Linked DNA regions of Mus musculus: region 1 is linked to region 2. A link is a contact called in public promoter capture Hi-C data. All regions are on one chromosome and are shown on one strand. Each heading gives the region's core, a stretch centred on a gene start, on an enhancer-like site or on the middle of the called end of the contact. The rest is flanking DNA. Distances are from core to core; before and after follow the strand shown.

What was found. Capture Hi-C pulls out chosen DNA fragments and counts their contacts.
Region 1: a contact with region 2 is called in a promoter capture Hi-C map of adipose tissue. The contact joins two enhancer-like sites. A contact is called at or near these places in 2 of 15 datasets of contacts at CTCF or cohesin (large pre-B cells and pro-B cells), 6 of 484 Hi-C or Micro-C datasets (the C10 cell line, CD4 T cells, ECoMG-derived neutrophils and 3 more), 8 of 115 datasets of contacts at active chromatin or transcription factors (the 230-238 cell line, CD8 T cells, cardiomyocytes and 3 more) and 4 of 9 other capture datasets (adipose tissue, bone marrow-derived macrophages, liver and 1 more).

The regions. Positions count from the first base shown.
Region 1 is chr7:90,198,477-90,201,724 of GRCm38.p6, forward strand. All of the region lies in intron 19 of Picalm (phosphatidylinositol binding clathrin assembly protein), which reads left to right. Among named protein-coding and RNA genes, the nearest start is that of Ccdc83, 65 kb to the right of the region's middle. Within about 2 kb of position 1,950, at least 13 of the 459 cell types and tissues checked have an H3K27ac peak or open chromatin away from gene starts, as enhancers often do.
Region 2 is chr7:90,018,094-90,021,160 of GRCm38.p6, forward strand. No RefSeq gene overlaps it. Among named protein-coding and RNA genes, the nearest start is that of E230029C05Rik, 9.5 kb to the right of the region's middle. Within about 2 kb of position 1,653, at least 112 of the 459 cell types and tissues checked have an H3K27ac peak or open chromatin away from gene starts, as enhancers often do.

The DNA.
Region 1 (3,248 bases), core at 700-3,199, 180 kb after region 2:
TGAAGAGTAGCTTGTAAGTTCCTTGTTTGCCATGTATAAGTATTATGTCACTTAAGCAGGAAGACAGTTAAACCTAGTATTCGTCTTCTTTTCAAAGATGCTGTGATAGGAATGAAGTTTTTAATGGGTCTTTACATGGTGATGGCTTTAGAGGTTGTTGAAGCTTTTTGATGATGGCAAAGGTTGGTATGCTTGCCACATTCTCTCCACTTGTATATATGTTAAAGCACAAAATTAAATGAGTGTTTTCATTTAAAAAATAAGATTATTTTAAGAGTTTCCTTGGTTCATTAACTAGGCTTCTTTTTTTAATGGAGTACTGCTAGTTTTGTCTAGGGAGGATATGTGTTTTTATTGTGTTGGCAGTGGACATTTTTATGCAAGTCTGACATCATTTAGGTGTCTGAAAGGAAACTGACTTGTGAATGCAGTTTCTGCAATAAATAAGCACTGCTGCCTTTAGATGCTGGCTTAATTCAAGTCCTGAGAATGCGTGGGGCTAATGACTTTCTTGTAGGAAGCAATGACACTTTGCTTTTAGGCTTCATGTGGGGTTTTTAAATTCATTTTCTGGTGTCTTGGCTTCCAACCAATCTTGGATGTTGATAGTGATAGTTCTCAACTGATTTGTCTAGCAGAATCTTCATGAATAATGTTGTTTGGATTTTCAGCAGTACTTTATGCTCATTTATCTTTTCCTACTTATTATTATATAATATTATGAGAAAATTTACTTTGGGAATCAGATTTGGTACCATAAATGAAAAATTGATTCTGTAGCCCTTATTATATACCAGTTAATCATATAAAAAAATATTAGGAGTCTCATCTCTAACCTCTGTTGCTAATAAAACAAGTGTAGCGGAAGGCCTTACTTTCTAGGTTTTCTTTTTTAAAACCTTTATTTCTTGTCTTGTAGCCAGAAAGCATTAATAAAGTCTTGGGTGGCCAAAGTTTTACAATGTCGTCATAGTGAACTTCAGAAGCTCTGAGTGTATAGAAAGTGTGAGACTACATTTGTTTTATAGTGTATGCTAGAAAAGTTTGTAACTTTTTTTCCAAACCTTACTTTCAATGATGGTTCTTAAACGCTTTAACCTCCCTTGTAGCCCACCACCCACCAGAGGTAGTGGGAAAGGAAGGATATGGGGAAGTGAGTGGGCCTGTTTAGAAACATTCTTTGGAGCAGCTCCCGTCTGTGCTGTCTGGAAATTGGCAGTTCAGTTCACAGGTTAGCAGCAGTAGATCAATCCATTCCCAAACATTTCGTGGATCTGCCCGCAGTCTAGTTCGGTAGATTCGGGTCAGCAACAGCGGTGACACGACTTAGCAGACACAGCCAGACCTTGTCACAAGCCTGAGCTTGTCAGTGGGAGAGACCAGCAGGAACATCAGGAGAAGTTCTGTGTTGTGCCTCTCAGGAAAGTGAAGATCAGCTAAGATGTGATCTTTACAGCATTGCATGGCTAACTGTACCAGCAGGCCAAGCTCTGTCATTCTGTATACCCTCCAAACATCATGTATCTTCTGTGTGCCTTGCCTCAGCAGGGATCTTGCTTCAGCACATGCATTCAGTCAATCTAGAGTCCTCAAGTCCCAACAAAGGGAGCTTAATGTTAGCAAAGAATTCTTCATTACACATCCTTTCACATGTTTCTTTAGCCATCCTCTCTCCTGTGTCTGTTTCAGTGAAATGTTCCTTCAGGAGTCTACCTTAGTCTTTCACCTGTATCCATTTATTCTTTCATATGTTTGCCTCAGCAAAACACTATCCAACTGCTTTCCAAAGAACGCTTAAGTTACCACTTCAAAAGTTCCTTTGAAAGTTTCATAATCTCATTTAAAATATATTGTATTATGTCCGGGTATATTGCCTGAGTGTCTATCCATGTTCCTGCCTGATGCTTACAAAGGCCCAAAGAGGGCACCAGATCCCTGGAACTAGAGTTACACAGGTGTGAGTCATCATGTACGATGCCAAGCTGAGAATCTAACCGCAGTCCTCAGGAAGAACAGCAAGTGCTGGTTAACATTGAGCAATCACTTCAGCTCTGATAGCACTTAAACTTCTTTCTATAAGTTAAATATCATGATAGAATTGAGTTGAAATAAATAGGAATTTAAATTTAATTTTAAGAACCAAAAAGTTAACAGCCTTAGAGCCCGAAATATGTGCATTAAGAGTCTATTAGTTTCCAAGGGCAGCAGTAACAAAATATGGCAAGCTCTGTGGATTAATACAGCAGCAGAGTATTTACTTTCTGTCCCAGAGGCTGGAATTCTGAAGCTGTCCTCACATGGTGTCCTCTAGAAGAGTACTTATCCTTGCCTCTTGCTTCTCATAGAGGCAACCAAAGAATGGGACTGCCTTTAATAGAAAACTAATGGCATACAACACAGTATAGTATGTGTGTATTCCCATCTAGTAAGTAGATTTGGATGTGCCACTAGTGATCTGGCTGTGCTCTAAACACCCTGAGACAACTTACGGTTTCTGAGGCTGATTCTCTGGGATCTTGGAATAGTACTGTCTGTTATCGCTAAATATTTCTTGATGACATCAGCTTTAAGAGGATGTGTTTTATTAGTGTTACTATATAAAACACACAAGCTGAGTAATGTGCAGTGAATTGAAATTCGTTTCAATGGGAAATCCAGTGTCAGGCTGCCAGCATGTAGCTAAAGCTTTCTTGGTGCAGTAGAAGGGCAGTGATCATGAACACACAGCCTGAGGGAAGTTCCTATAATAATGAATGAACACACTGGTGTGTGTGTGTGTGTGTGTGTGTGTGTGTGTTCACGTAGAAAATGGTTGGTTGATTTAGGTGCTGAGAATACAGTCCAGTGGTCCAGCACTTGCCTAGCACTCTTAATTGTGAAAGGAAGGAAAGAAGAGAGGGTTAGACAGAAGGAATGGGTAGAACTATTAGTATCAGAATGTAGAACTCTTAAATTCCAACTACATGAACTAGACAAAAGGGCAATGGGTTCATTATTATAGAACTGGATTTGTTCTGTGTGTTCATGGTTTCTCCCCCCCCCCCCCCCAAACCCAACAACAGTTAATTACTTTCTGTTCCAGAGGGGTAAGGGGTGTGTGTATGTGAGAGAGACAGACAGACAGACAGGCAGGTGTCATGCACTGAAACAGCAGCAAAGCATATAACCTTTCATATTTCTATAGGTTGGATTAGTATGTTTCTACACTAATAAACATTAGGTGTAAAAGTAAATTTAAGATGTTAAAT
Region 2 (3,067 bases), core at 403-2,902:
GTGTGTGTATGTGTAGCTGTGTGTTTGTGGATCTGTGGTGTATGTGTGTGTGTGTGGTGTGTGTATGAGTGTGTGTGTGTGTGAGTGTACACCATCTGTTGGGGATTTAATTTATGCTTACATGGGAATTTGTACGTCTACTGAAGGTTCCTGCCAAAAATTGTTTTTTTTTTGTTTTTTTTTTTTTTTTTTTGTTTTTTTTGTTTTTTCGAGACAGGGTTTTTCTATAGCCCTGGCTGTCCTGGAACTCACTCTGTAGACCAGGCTGGCCTCGAACTCAGAAATCCGCCTGCCTCTGCCTCCCAAGTGCTGGGATTAAAGGCGTGCGCCACCACGCCCGGCTCAAAAATTGTTTTTTTGACTGGTCAGTAAAGAAACAGGCAATGGTTGGGTAGGAGGACAGAGGCTGGGCTTTGAGGATTCCCAGAGAGGAAACACAGGAGAGAGAAGGAGAACCACCAGTGCAGAAGGAAGGAAGAGGATGCAAACATGAGAGCTGTGGAAGACAGAGACCCAACCATGGAAGAATCAGGGAAAAGCGGCCCCAGGGGCCGGCCACTCCCCTATTAGGTCTGGGGTAGCAGAGAGAAAGTATAGATTTTAGAAAGCAAGAACTCAAGAATACTGAAGGGGAGTGTATAGCTACGTGGAGGTTCAGGAGTGGCTCAGCCATTGAGCTAGCTTAGGGCATATTAAAAATAAGCCAGTGTGTGTGTGTGTGTGTGTGTGTGTGTGTGTGTGTGTGTGTGTTTTCCATCTGGCTCCAGAGCATCTGGAGAGGGCTGCTTTAAGCATGCATCCACCCATCGGGAGCTCAGAGCGGTTTAAAGACTTATTGTTTCACCCATCATATCAAATGAAGAGGCAAGAGGGCAACATGTGAGTTGGTTCTTTCTTTCAATCACATGGGTCCTGGGGCAAGCACCTTTACCCACTGAGCCATTTAGCCAGCTTTATTCCAGTAGAAAGTAGAAAAGTAATGAGGAAAAAATGTATTTCAATGTATTTGAAGCATATTCCTTTCTTCTGAATATGAGCAAAAGTCTAATACATGTAATTGTGGACCCAGATTTACTTCAATGTAACTAAAGCTAGAAGTCAGTTTCTTAAAATATAGTAGTATCTGTCAGCCGGGCGGTGGTGGTGCACACCTTTCATCCCAGCACTTGGGAGGCAGGGGCAGGCAAATTTCTGAGTTTGAGGACAGCCTGGTCTACAAAGTGAGTTCCAGGACAGCCAGGGCTACACAGAGAAACCCCGTCTCAAAAAAAAACAAAAACCATATATATACACACACACATATATATATAAATTGTCAATGGGTTAACAATGTCTGTCCATGTACTGCCATTCATCAATAAGTATGAATATCATGGGTAAAAGAATTATGTACAAAACCAAACCAAACCAAACCTAACCAAAACCAAAAAAAAATTCTTAATGCAGGGGGTGTCCACAATCATCTGATCAAAGATTCAACGGCCGCTCTATGGAATTCTGATACAAAGGAAGAGTAGCTATCGCCTGGATTGTCCAGTCAAAAAGTCATAGGCTAGCACAGACTGAAAAATCCGGGTAACTAACTAGTCAGAGTCAGAAAGAGCAAACAACAGATTGGGCAATATTTGCTGTTTGTCTGCGGGTTGTTCTGTCCTGTGGGTCATGTTACGTGCTGAGCGATAAGGAAGTGAAAGGGTAAGGAGGAAGTACACAGTGGACAGAAAGGAGCTGAGTCTTCCTAGAGAAGCTAGGGAAGTGGGAGCTCAGAAGCAGAGAGGAAGTAAAGAGCGCTTTAACTATTGTGTTTCTGATGGAAGGCTTAGGGTATGCAATGCTTCTAACCTCCGTGGGTACCTGCGTACCTGCTCTAGTACAAGTACACACACACACACACACACACACACACACACACACACACACACACACACACACACACACACTTAAAAATAAATAAATAAAAAAGGAGAGAACCAGCCAAGAATCAAACACAACTCGTTCCTGTAGGGCTTGTGTTGTGGGGCATCCACCAGAGATCACTACTTAAGCATTCATTTCAGCCAATAGAAAGTCTTTATTAGTCAGACAGTGCGGGATCCCAGTGGAACCTCAAGCCAGTCTCAGGATGAGCTTTTAAGGACAATAATAATCATATTCTGGGTTGACATACTTCAGTTAACAAGAACAGTTAGCCAGAAGCAGAACGACAGAAGCCAAAAAGCAACGTTAATACATTTAGAGTGTTTTCTCAGAACCATGAACTTTCTGGGACTAAAGGGGTGCGCCACCACACCCGGCTAGAACCATGAACTTTAATGGATTGGTTTTTTGCTTTTACTTTGGCTGTCTATGGGCTGAATGGTACATCATGGAGTCAGTCGTGCAAAGGTCCGAGGGTCTGTTACAATTGTGCTATGGCACTGTTGGTTGCACAATGTTGGCAGTAAGGACATCTTAGTGACGCCACAGACAGCAGAGCAGGTGCAGATAAGTGTCCAGGGAAAACTATTTATTGGGTTTTTACAGAGAATTCTGACCTTTGCATTCAGACATCGGGGGAAACATGCAGCTCTTTTGAAGGCAATGTGTCATGTGTCTTGTTTTGGCCAATTAAATAGGAGTGGGGTTGGGGTGTAGGTGAGCAATAGAGTTCTGGAAAGCACTTGCCTACCATACATAAGGGTTTGGATTTTGTCCTTCAAAACACAGAAATAAGGGTATGGGGAGGTATAAAGGAAAACAATAAAGAAAACAACTTTTTCAACCACTGAGATTTGAGGTACTGGCATGAATTAACCTACCTTCCTAACATAGCCACCCATATTACCAACATGTATGCTAGGGGCTGAGAGGTCAGCAGAGAGTAGGATAGAGTCAGTGGAGATGGGTTTAAGTTATAAATAATGATGTAACCTGGAATCATTAAAACGTTTATGTGTGAATGATCAACAAACCTGGCCTGACAATAATACACTTCTCACCATCTACAGAAACATGCCTGTAGAAACATTTAAATGTCTCCCAGTAAAGATATTCAGATATGTTCATGTCTACAAATGAAATGGCGAAA